Regions from separate parts of the Sus scrofa genome. Here region 2 is linked to region 1. Evidence: chromatin contacts called from public HiChIP or PLAC-seq data. All regions are on one chromosome and are shown on one strand. Each heading gives the region's core, a stretch centred on a gene start, on an enhancer-like site or on the middle of the called end of the contact. The rest is flanking DNA. Distances are from core to core; before and after follow the strand shown. Region 1 holds the start of SLC37A4 (solute carrier family 37 member 4). Region 2 holds the start of RNF26 (RING finger protein 26).

Region 1 (6,344 bases), core at 2,802-5,301:
GCATCTCATGAAAGCTTGAAAAAAGGGATTATAAGAGACTAAAGCATTATGATAAGTGCATGCAATGTATAATCCTTGATCGGGTTCTGGATTTTATTTTATTTATTTATTTATTTTAACTTTTTAGGGCCATACCTGAGGACATATGGAAGTTCCCAGGCTAGGGGTCGAATCGGAGCTACAGCTGCCAGACTATGCCATAGCCAAACCAGATCCAAGCCGCGTTTGCCACCCACAACACAGTTCACGGCAACACCAGATCCTTAACCCACTGAGCAAGGCCAGGGATCAAACCTGCATCCTTATGGATCCTGGTTGGGTTTGTTAACCACTGAGCCACGAAGGGAACTCCAGTTCTGGATTTTAAAAAAGCTCCAGGAGTTCCTGCCATGGTTCAGTGGGTTAAGAATCTGACTGTGTGGAGTTCCCGTCGTGGCGCAGTGGTTAACGAATCCGACTAGGAACCATGAGGTTGCGGGTTCGATCCCTGCCCTTGCTCAGTGGGTTAACGATCCGGCGTTGCGTGAGCTGTGGTGTAGGTTGCAGACACGGCTCGGATCCCTCATTGCTGTGGCTCTGGTGTAGGCGGTGGCTACAGCTCTGATTAGACCCCTAGCCTGGGAACCTCCATATGCCGCGGGAGCGGCCCAAGAAATAGCAACAATAACAACAAGAACAACAACAAAAAAGACAAAAGACAAAAAATTAAAAAAATAAGAATCTGACTGTGGAGGTGCAGGTTTGATGCCCAGTCTGGTGCAATGGGTTAAAAGATTCGTTGCTGCCGCTGTGGTTCGGATTTGCTCCATGACCAGGAACTTCCGTATGCGGCCATTAAAAAATAAATAAATAGGAGTTCCCTTTGTGGCGCATCAGAGACAAATCCGACTAGGAACCATGATGTTGCAGGTTTGATCCCTGGCCTTGCTCAATGGGTTAAGGATCCGGTGTTGCCGTGAGGCTGTGGTGTAGATCGCAGGCGCGGCTGGGATCTGACGTTGCTGTGGCTGTGGCTGTAGGGCTGACAGCTGTAGCTTTAATTCAACCCCTTGTCTGGGAACTTCCATACACCATGGGTTCGGCCCTAAAAGGATAAATAAATAAATAAATAAATAAATCTCTAAAAGACATCTTCAGAAAAATTGGAAACATTTAAATATGGATTATATATTAATAAACACGCTTTTAAAAATAAATACTTTGGCTGCACCTGAGGCCTATGGAAGTTCCTGAGTGAGGGATCAAATCTAAGCTACAGCTGCAATCAGCTGTAGTCAGGTTCTTAACCCACTGTGCTACAGCGGGAACTCCACTCTTGGCTATTTTTTCTTTTAGGGCCGCACTAGCGGCATATGGAGGGTCCCAAGCTAGGGGGTCTAATCATAGCTGTAGCCGCCTGGGCTACACCAGAGCCACAGCAATGCAGGATCCAAGCTGTCTGAGACGTATGACCACAGCTCACAGCAATGCCAGATCCTTAACCACTAAGTGAAGCCAGGGATAGAACTCACGTCCTCATGGATGCATTTGGTTTCGTTAATCTCTGAGCCACGAAAGGAACTCCCACTCTGGCTATTTTGTATTAACTCTGTGCCCAACAGTGTGGCTGAAACTTGGCCTCAGTCCACTGGTGCCAAATAGAAACACTAGAAACACTGAGAGAGTTCTGGGTGAAGGAGAAAAAAATAGCTTTATTGCTTTGCCAGGCAAAGGAAGCCACAGCAGGCTAATGCCCTAAAGACTATGCCCTCCTTTGGGAGAAAATAGGAAATGGTTTTATAGTTTAGGAATAGAAAATAGGGCCACAGAAAAGGATCAGGTAGACAGATGCAAGCTTTCATTCTTCTTCGAAGTTGGTGTTTAGTGGCCCCAGGACTGGTTCTGGTGGTCCTCCTCTCTGGCTTTCATTTGTTGGGGGTTTAGTTCTGCCGAAGAACTCAAAGATACTGTTATGTATATTCCTTGAGGAGGAACCAGGACCTTGCCCCAAGGCTGCACTATTGTCTCTAGACTGTTCCTCCCCTGTCTCTGCAATCCCTCCCTTCCCGGATTAGCAACTGTTTGAATCTGTCTTTAGGAACTCAGGGAAGGTTAAGGAGGCTGACATTTACTTCCTAAAAACAAGAAATGGGCATAAAGGGAGACAGGCTTGTGCCCAGGAACCCTACAGGGCCCTGCTCGTTTCAACAGTCTAACCAGAAGTTAAATGTTCATATTGTGCTTATTGAGGACGGCATTAAGTTCTTAGAGAAAATACTGTGTTCTCTTACTTTTTTTTTTTTTTTTTTTTTTTTTGTCTTTTTGCTATTTCTTTGGGCCACTCTCCCAGGCTAGGGGTCAAATCGGAGCTGTAGCCACCAGCCTACGCCAGAGCCACAGCAACACGGGATCCGAGCCACGTCTGCGACCTACACCACAGCTCACGGCAACGCCAGATCGTTAACCCACTGAGCAAGGGTAGGGACCGAACCCGCGACCTCATGGTTCCTAGTCGGATTCGTTAACCACTGCGCCCTGATGGGAACTCCTCTCTTACGTTTTTAGACTGTGAGCAACTCAAGGAACTGTAATCAGTTGCAGTAAGGACTCACCAAAAAAATGGTTTGCTGAAGAACATCAGACAAGAAAGGGTTGAATGAATCCAGCCTCTAAGAGGCGCTGTGAATCAGCGTGATCCAAAGGCTTAGGGTTGGATTCGGCTCTGGGGGCGGGAAGACGCAGGCGGAGGCTCCGCCCCACCCAGGGCGCATGCGCATGCGCCCGCCAGGCCCCCCTCCGGCCCCGCCCCATCCTGCTCTGGCTCCCACCTCCGTTCAGGTAGGGGGCGGTGTGCCCGGGAGGGGCGTCGCCTGAGGGCAGGGCTGGAGCGGGAGTTTCAGGTGTTGTGGCTCCTTTGTTTTTGGCCTAACTTAAGATCCAACCCCGGGCTGCTCCTGCAGGGTTCAGGGGTGGTGGGGGCAGTCGCTGGGTCCGGGGGCCGCCGAGGCGCTGCCCCGGACCAGCATGCGCCCGCTCCTTTGTGTCTCACCAGTCCTGGGTCTCCGCACCTCTCCAGCCTCTGCGCCTGGGCCCGGGTCGGTTCCTAGCCAGAGTCGGGTGTCCTGGGTAGCTTGAGGACACCGGGCTGGGCAGGTGCCGAGAGCCAACCGCCTCGCTCTCTCCTTTCTCTTCACCCCGCCCGGCCCCACCCGCCAGGCGGAGCCACTCGGCGCCTGAAGCGAAGGGCCTCCGGTGCCTACGTGCAGTCGCCTCCTCCGCTTGAGCCTACGCCTTCTGCTCCAGTTGCTTTCCCAACCGAGCAGAAAAGCCGGGGGCGTGTTGCCGGGGCACTGGGAAGCCGGGAGCTTGGGCACTGCGCCTGAAGTCGCTGCTGCGCCTCCCCGCCCACGGGCGGTCGGGTCACGGTCCCTGAAGCCCCAGCCTGCCAGATTGGAGCCCATACTGACGTCAAGGGTAAAGGGGACCAGAGGCACCTGAGTCACCCAACCAGAAACCCAGCCTCTAGTGGGTGTTTCATTGTGACACTGTGCGGCCTGAGGGGAAGTACCCTCTCCTTTGATTACCGTTGTGAATCTATGAATAAACAGTTACACCCTGAGGGGTGCTAAACTTTGGGAGTTACAGGGCTTGAGGTCAGCTCTAGAAGTCTTGAAAGTGGAGTTGTTGCAGGTATGTGTCTGTTGCAGGTACCTGTGTGTGAAAACTAACCCAGCACCTAGTGTAGTGCCTGGCAGCCAGTAAGTCCTCAATAAACCTTCTTTGAATGAATGAGAAGGTAGGTGACTGAGGGAGCAGGGCTAGAGAGGGCAGCTCTCCTCACCCACCCCTGCCTCCCCTGGGCTCAAGCAGACAAAAGTAATTAGGTTAAGGCTTTAATCACAGCTGGTTTCGCAGGCAGACAAGGAAGAGCAGGGAAAGGCAGAAATCCTGGGGACACAATCCTGGCCTGACTCAAGGGCACTGCCTCCATCTCAGACCTCCCCATAGCTTGGCAGTCAGTAATCTCCTGTTTTCTTGTCTCCCTCAGGACACTGGGTTCCTTAGGAGCCGCCCCAGGCTTAATGATTGTCCAGAAGTTGGCTATAAAGGGAGCCTGGGAGGCTGATTGGAGGAGGGAGCAGAAAAAGCCTAACTCAGCAGGTCTGGGCACCGAGAGCCGAAAGCAGGAGCTGTGGTCAGAAGCTCGTGTCCCAGCCGGTAGGGCCTGCTCTCTCCCACCATGGCGGCCCGAGGCTACGGCTATTATCGTGCTGTGATCTTCTCAGCCATGTTTGGAGGCTACAGCCTGTACTACTTCAACCGCAAGACCTTCTCCTTTGTCATGCCGTCGCTGGTGGAAGAGATCCGTCTGGACAAGGATGACTTGGGTGAGCCCTGGCAGGGTAGGGTGGTGGGCCCAGGGACACAGGACCAGCAGGACAAGTGGGGTGTTGGTGCAGTGTGGTGGGCATGTAGTGGGTGTGCAGGGTGCGGAGTGTCTGCATGGTAGAGGCCAGGGACGGTGCATATGCCAGAGGAGGCTCTGAGGTCCACGTCCATGGGCATGGGTGAGGGACTGTGCATATGGTCTGTGCATGTCTGAGGGCTGCTTATCTGATGTGTGTGTCTGTGCCCGTGATCTACGCGTGTCCCAGAGGCACTGTGTCAGGGGGGTTCTAAGCATGGTTTCTGCATCTGTGTAGAATACCCTTCAGGAGGAATAAGGTCCCTGACTCCAATTCTAAGCCTTTTGCCCCCTCTTCAGAGGTGGGGCAACTGAACTGCCAGAGGTTGGCATCCAGGGTGAGGGGGATATCGGGCATATGAGAAGCCCAGGGACGAGGGCGGCCCTGTCCTGCTCCCTTCCTGCCCCTTGACAGCTGCTGCTGGAACTCTCCAAGAGGCTGAAAAGTCATGGGTCAGCCTGGGGCTAGTGCTCACAGAGAGGCAGTAGCCCAGCCCCATGAATGAATGTCAGGATTCCAACACAGGCTCCTCCTATTCCTCTTGGAATGAACCTGTCTTATCCTGGGAGGCACCTCTACCCACCTGACCCCATGCCTTCCTCCACCCTCCTGTGCCTCTGCCCCAGCCCCTAACCCCCCAGGTGTCCTGCTCCCTGCTCCCCTTCCCTGCAGGGCTCATCACCAGTAGCCAGTCAGCAGCCTATGCCATCAGCAAGTTTGTGAGTGGGGTGCTGTCTGACCAGATGAGTGCTCGCTGGCTCTTCTCCTCTGGGCTGCTTCTTGTTGGCCTGGTCAATGTCATCTTTTCCTGGAGCTCCACAGTACCTGTCTTCGCTGCTCTCTGGTTCCTCAATGGCCTGGCCCAGGGGCTGGGCTGGCCCCCGTGTGGCAAGATCTTGCGGAAGGTGAGTGTCTGCTTCCAAGGAGCTGGCTTAGCTAGGTGGGAAGATACCTAAAGAGCTCGTGAGCACACGGCACCTCCACCCCCAACCCAGAGCAGGTTCCTCAGGAGTTCCAGTCCTGTTCCTGTTTTGCTTGTCAAGATATTTTAGGAGCCTGAATGTGGTGGGATCAGGTGGCAGATGAGGGAATGGGCCCTGCCAAATAGAAGCACCCTCTCCCTCATCTCTGTAATGTGAGCTTTTGGGTTTGCCCCACCTGACCCCCTACCTTCAATATGGACTGTAGGCTGGGTCCCTACTCTGCCCCCTCTACTCTGTCCCCACAGTGGTTTGAGCCATCTCAGTTTGGCACTTGGTGGGCCATCCTATCAACTAGCATGAACCTGGCTGGAGGGCTGGGCCCCATCCTGGCAACCATCCTCGCCCAGAGCTATAGCTGGCGTAGCACGCTGGCCCTGTCTGGGGCCTTGTGTGTGGTTGTCTCCTTCCTCTGTCTCCTGCTCATCCACAATGAACCTGCTGATGTTGGACTCCGCAACCTGGACCCTATCCCCTCCAAGGGCAAGAAGGGTGAGCACCCACTCAAGCCAACTACTGGGGAACCTTCATTCATCATTCACCTGGCAGACTTTCATTGAGGACTGGCTGTATGCCTGGCTCTGTGTTAGCCAGCAGATGTTGGGAGAAGGATGATGATGGAGAGTGGGTGGGGAGGAATCAAACACCATCCTGAGAGGCAGTTAAGTAGCAGACAAGTGGCAGAGCCCAAAATGCTATGACTCATGTTGCATCCTAGTCCTTCCCTACAACAGAGCCAGATTTCCCTGTGGGGACAGTATCCTAAGCTTAAGTGGCTTGGGTGCCTTCCTCCATCGCTGGACTTCAGGTTCTTATTCGTTGAGATTTGGAGTGGAGGGGAGAGGGCAGGGCAGTGGGTGAGGGGGTACCTTTCTGCTGATCCCTGGCTGTGTGGATGGACTCTGACCCTGTGGCTGGT
Region 2 (6,344 bases), core at 2,647-5,146, 290 kb before region 1:
TGTTAGTGGGAGAGAGGCTATTGAGGTCTGCCAATAGCATCCAGATGGGGGCTGAAGGAAAAAAGGGTTTTTTTCTCCCAGCTCAGGAAGTTTATCTTCTCTCATAAAATGTTTATCCTCACTTTAAACAGAGACTGGAAGGAGCCAAGCTCCCTTTGCAGGGTTGGGGGAAGGGGGAAAAAAGCCCTTCCTCAGGCCTCCCAACTCTAAGGTGGATGTGGGAACTCTCCCCTACTGAGCTGGGCCGCTCCACTAAGTCTGAGGCTAGCCACAAAGCCCCTTCAAGGCTCCCCTCCCTGATCCGTAGAAGCCAGCCCCTGCCCCACTCCCAACCCAGTGCCTGAGAACCAGGGTTTGCCAGCCCACATCAGCTCAAGCTCTCAACTCAAGAGAAAGTGGAGGGGCCTCTCCTCAGAGTTGCTTCCTGACCTCCTCTTTTTCCTTCTTGCCCTCTCTTCCAGAAGACTGTCCCTGGCATTATGCTCCTAGGTTTAACTTACAGTTACGGGGTAGTGTCCCCCGTTCTACAGGTCCTGTGGAGGTACAGATGACCCATGGGGACTGGGCCGAATAGCAAGCTACACAGACCAGCCAGCTCTCCACCAGGAGGTCCCACGGCCACACTCCAGCCCATCACAGCACCACTCAAAGACACGAAGACAAATACCAACTCCTCCAGGGATCTGAGGGTGGGTTGGACTCCAGGCAGCAGGGACCCCAAGTTCCCTCCTGGGAAGCGCAGCACCAGAGGAAAAGCTGGGAGGGCTGACTCAAGGGGTGAGAAAGTTCACAGTCCTCTCTACTAGGGCTCAGTTCTGGGAAAACTGATCTAAGATAGGCAGAGCTTTCCAAAAGCCATGCACGTGACAGGGAACAAACTGGAGGGGGTGAAAGTGAATGCAGTCACCCCTGGCACGGGCTCTCCCCAAGGCACAGAACCCCCACCGGGTCTTACCTCTTCCCCTGCCAGGTCCACCACCAACCACACCTGTGACTCCAGCGGGAACGAAGGACACTGACGACAGGTGACCCTTGCAAGGACGCACACAGAGGCCACTGGAGCTGTAACAGAACTTTATTCACTGGAACCTGGGCCAGGCAGACCCCTCAGGGAGCTGCGTGCCCCTCTGCCCCGGCACCCTCTATATTTGGACCCTAGTGACATGAGCACAGTCTGCCCTCTGCAGGGCCAGGAGAGACAAACAGAAGGGGAATGCGTTTTTCTCTGTGATGTGGGGAGTGAAAGGGATAAGAGTAGAAATCCGGCAGTCCCTCCTGAGGCTCCCAGTAGTGCTGGGGCGCCAGAGGGTACATGGTCCCAAGGCCAAGTGCAAAAGTGCACACGCACGCGCACACACACACACCCCCGCACACACACACACCCCTGGGGCTTAGCTCCTGATCCCAGCTCTTGGGTCAGACTGGGAGGGGGCCTCAGAAGAGCATGCCAGGTAGAAGTGGCAGCTGTAAGGGCACCGGAGAGATACAACCCTCAAAGCCTGCAGGGACTCAGAACCCCAGCTGAAAGCAAAGTTCAAGATCATTCCAAGGCCCTTGAGTTGCCAAAACATCCAAACGACACTGATGTGCATGGCTGCAGAAGCTGGGGAGGAAGGAGAGAGGGAGCAGGGAGAGAACCTACAAATCCCCAACAGAAAAACCAGAAGCGCAGGGGAGCCCCAGACACTGGCATCGGGGTGGGCCCTGGCAAGCCGGAGGACAGTCCATGGCGAAGAGTCTCAGGGTCTTGCAGAGCGACACACTCAACACCCTCCGTGTCACAGGGACCCTGTGGGGAAAAGTGGTTCCCCTGCCCCCACCCAAGCCAGAGTCTTCCAGAGTCTCCCATCTCAGTATCCTGGACCCATGGCTTAGAGGTTCTGGCATGATGGCCGTGAGTGCAGGAGGGGATTCAAGCCAGGCCCCAGAGTTCAGGTGTTAATGCTGTCCTAGAGCAGGTGGCCACGTGGAGCATGGAGGGTGGGCAGGGAGGGAGAGTCTTCAGAGGTAGACATTGAGGGTCTGCAGGATGCCCCGGCGGCACAGAGGGCAGTTGCGGTGGTAGACGGGGTGGCGCATCAGGATCTCAGTGCAGGCCTGGCACAGGCACAGGTGCCGACACGGCAGAAGCAGCACTGTCTTGCTCTGATCCTGGCAGATAACACACTTCTTCCGCTCCTCTTGCTCCTTCAGCAACTTCCACGGGTCTTGCCCAGCTATAGGCTCCTCCACATTGAGCCTCTCCCGGCCCCGGGCAGCTGTCATTCTGGCCATCCTGACCTCCTCCCCTTCCGCCTCTGTTCTGGGCCCTGCTTCAGGGAGAGTGTCCTGTCGCCAGGTCCTGTCTGAGGGCACCCTCCTAGGGCCACCCTGGGGGGCCCCAGGTGCCCCTCCTCGGTTTGGCCAGCTCGCCAGCTGCAAGCTACGGCTCCAGACTCGGCGCCACGCCTCCAAGCCCAGTGCTAGACGAGAAAGCCGCACAACATCCTCTCTGAGCCGGTGGTAGGATGGCCGGGCATGAAGCTGGCTGAAGGCCCGACTGGCCAGCCTCAAGGTGAGGTCCGGGTGCAACACAGTCACCGTCACTGCCAGCACACAAGCCAGCAGTGCCAGGCCGGTGAGATTGACAAGCACAAAGCTGGCCAGGAAGCGGGCAGCTGAGGCCAGGAGCTCCAGTACTAGTTGGCAGGGGGTCCAGAGGAGGATGGACATGGCCACAGCACTGCTGGAAATGTGGGCTAGGAAGGCAGCCACCACATCTGTCATCCTCCACAGAGGCCCCATCACTGCATCCCACAGGGCCAGCACCAGGGAGAAGAGGTTCTGAGTGCCAATGAGGCAGATGTTGACCAGGCTGTTGATCACGTAGGCCACCAGGCTCATGGTAATGGCACATATGTCACAGGCCTGGCGCAGCAAAGCATGGCCACTGGAGACCATATTGAGGACGCCCCGGTGCAGGATCTCGCGGCTCCTAAGTGCCCCATGAGAGGCCAGATGCCCCAGGAGCTTTAAGCTCTCCAGGCCAGAATAGCAACTGTAGAGTACTGTACACAAGGCCTGCAAGCCCCCAAAGGTGAAGCGGACCACGGTTTCGATCAAGGCCAGCAGTGAAAGCAAGACTCCGCGGCCCAAGTGTAGAAGACTAGTCAGTACCGTGTGTGGCAGGTTGTAGATGAAGGCCAGGAGCCAGGCCAGGGAAGCCAGGAGGGAGGACACCAGCAGGAAGTTGAGGTCCAACACCAAGGTCAGCACATCCAGCAACAGGCCCACCCCATTCACTACTAGATACACAGCCTCCATGATAGGGGCTATGGGGATTAGTACAAAATGAAATCTGGCTCCCGGTTAGAAGGGTGTCACGGTGGTCAATGTTTAAGGGGCGGGGGAAAGGGGGTCAGGGATTAATTTGTAAGGGAGGTGAGAAGTCTCCAATCCAGGGAGAATCTGAGGAAGAAGCCAGTTAGAAGGAAGTGGAGTCTCAGGGGAGGGAAAGGGGGCCAGGTACCGGTCCAGGAGTCCCGGTTTTGAAGGAAGGCTGTTTGGGAGGGAAGAGGCCAAACATCTCTAAAGTGAAGGTGATCCCGGGCTGGAGGAGAAACCTCAGCTTTGGAGGCCTGGTGGTGGCGTACCACGGCCGGGCAATGGGTCAGACCGAGAGGAGATCGGGAACCGAAGGGATGGGGTCAGGCCGGGGCCGGGTGGGGGCGGCGCAGGCTGGGCGCGGACTCGCGGTCCAGCTACGCAGGTGCCCCTGTCCCCGCCCGGCCCCCGTCCTCTGGGCTCGCGGCGCTTTGCGCTCGAAGGGGCAGTGGGGAAGGGAGCCTCAGCAAACCCTAGGCGCGGCCTCTACTCCTCTGGGTGCCGCCATCTTGTGTGCGAAAGGGTGGGGCAAGAGGCGTGACAAGGAGGGAGGGACAATGAACTCTGGCCAATCGGCGAGGTCCAACCGCAGGAAACGTCGAGCACTCATTGGTCCGTTTGAACGGCGCCCACACATATTTAGTAATTTACCAAGGAGGGGCGGAAACATTGAATTCCCCGCCCCCTTGTGGCGGTGATTGGTCAGAGGAGGACTCTGCCCCCTAGCTCCGCCCCCTAAAGAAGCAGGGCCTTGGACCTGGGTGATGTGCGCGCTCATCTGTCTCTAGGCCTGTGGGTTTGATACCTTTAGGCGTGGGTTGCTAGTCTGTGCCTCTGAGCTGGGCTCTGGGATTGCACAGCCTCTGCAACCTCAGATTCGGTCCCTCGTCCTCCTCCATTCATTCATTTATTCTGTCATTTACTGAGCTCCTACAGTTGCCCTAGGGATACGAAAAATATTTTAGACGTGCTTGCTCACAAGCAGTTTCTAAGAGGAAACAGATTGTGACAGGGAATTCCCAAGCTGCTATTCCAAACTGTTTCCTCAAGTCCTGTCACGGGTTTTTTTCAGCATCCTCAGGAGATTACTTTATTGTCAGTGAGAAAAGGCAGTCAGAGACCGGAAATAACTCACGCTTCCCAGCCCAGGCCCTATTTGTTTACTTGAGCACTTTAGTTAGACATCTATGCTTGAATGTTCTTAGTAGGCTCCTCGAAAATTTCTCCTTTCCTTTAATATTCAAATAATATTCGAAATATATAAGATCCTGTTCCAACTATATCGAGAAGCCTAAGGATTCCTGGGGGATCTTTATCCCTCCCCTGGCCTCCATTGCTTTAATTTCCTACTTAAGTTTGTCAACTGGGAAAAACAAAAAAGAAAATGCACAGCACGAGAGTTGTGAGTTGTTTTATTTGGGGCAAAATGAGAGCTATAGCAAGGGAGACAGCCTCTCAGATAGCTCTGAGGAACTGCTCCGAAGAGGTAAAGGGGTTGGTAAGTATATATGCGATTCTGGTGAAAAGGGATGCGTGCAATCCAGCACACATTTTGGCAGGAAATTGCTTCTGGTCACAAGAAGGTTGCTGCTAATCACGAATATCCATGAATGATTTTAGTGCTTTTCTAGATATAAGAAGATACAAGAAATGGGGCTCATGAAATCATCTGAAAATATCTAACTACCTGAAGGCCTCTTCTGCCGGTTTTTCCCAGAGCACAGACAGCCTCACTCCTGACCTCTGTCCTGAGCTCATTTCAGGGTGTGTTGAAGGTCAGCAATTACAGTGGCTAGGGACAGTTTTTAGTTGGCACACGGAACTCTTCCTTTCCACTCTGGTCGGGACCCCTGAAAGTGTCTGTACCCTTCACGCCACCCAGAACGCTGCCTGAATCCTTCATTTCCCAAAGCACCACTGATACGCTGCTGAGATATGCAGCATACATTTGATAGGGATGGAGTAGGCACAGGTAGTTGTAGAAGTCCCAGTAAGGGACCATAGGTAAAGAGGGAAACCTAGGGGACGCTGGGAGACCACTGTAAGTTAATAATTGCTCAAGAAACCATCAGAACCAAGCAGGCTTGCTCGACTAGTGGAGGTGAGGGAATTGCCTCAGGTCATTGGGTGGGGATGGGATGAGGCCCGCGTTCAGATTCAGACCAAGGGCAGGAGTCTGAGGACCGCCCTTTGGCTGATTTGAATATACACCTCACTGATACTAAGGAGGAGCTACTGCTCAAAGAAAGAGGATGAGGCGGTCCTTTTCCTACCCTCCACTCTCCCTAGACGGTAAAACTAGCCCACCAGATCCAGGGGCAGAGCCTCCTTGCCTTGCCTGCACACTTGCAACTTCCACGAGCGTCCTTTTTTTTTTTTTTTTCTTTGTCTTTGTCTTTTTAGGGCTGCATTCGCAGCATACGGAAGTTCCCACACTAAAGGTCTAATCAGAGCTACCAGCTTACCCCACAGCCACAGCATTGCAGGATCCAAGCCATGTCTGCAACCTACCCCACAGCTCACGGCAACCCCAGATCCATAACCCACTGAGCGAGGCCAGGGATGGAACCCAAGTCCTCCTGGATACTAGTCAGGTTTGTTAACCACTGAGCCATGACAGGAACTCCCTCAAACATCCTATCTCAATAAATCTATTTCTTGCCTATCACTTTGTCTCTCGCTGAATTCCTTCAGCAAGGAGGCATGAAGAACCTGAACCTCAGTGAGTCCAGACACCGGGTGAGTGATTCTAATTTAAAATCATGGTTTAAGTCCCAATCTGGCTTTAGGCTGGGTTTGAGTCCCGGCACATGGATTCAAGTCCCAATCTGGGTTCTGGCTATGTTCAGGCTGTTAGTGTTGTCAGTTTCCCCTTCACTGAGCCAGGGGCTCCCTGCAGGGTTTATACCATGGCTCAGGGCAATGAGTGCAATTTCTACTCCACTGGTTTCCTGCCCTCCACCCGCCAGCCTCTCTCTCAC

The links. HiChIP or PLAC-seq counts read pairs in DNA pulled down with a chosen protein or histone mark.
Region 2: an H3K27ac HiChIP or PLAC-seq map of alveolar macrophages shows a contact between it and region 1. The contact joins the promoter of RNF26 here to the promoter of SLC37A4 in region 1. A contact is called at or near these places in 1 of 5 promoter capture datasets (fetal liver) and 1 of 2 datasets of contacts at active chromatin or transcription factors (alveolar macrophages).

The regions. Positions count from the first base shown.
Region 1 is chr9:46,250,462-46,256,805 of Sscrofa11.1, reverse strand. SLC37A4 (solute carrier family 37 member 4) reads left to right here and starts at 4,051. Exons shown (of 8, transcript NM_001199719.1): 1 at 4,051-4,367; 2 at 5,118-5,350; 3 at 5,674-5,917. The coding sequence starts at 4,220.
Region 2 is chr9:46,541,284-46,547,627 of Sscrofa11.1, reverse strand. It overlaps RNF26 (RING finger protein 26), which reads right to left and starts at 3,896. Exons shown (of 1, transcript XM_005667432.3): 1 at 1,058-3,896. The coding sequence starts at 3,303. The coding sequence ends at 2,002.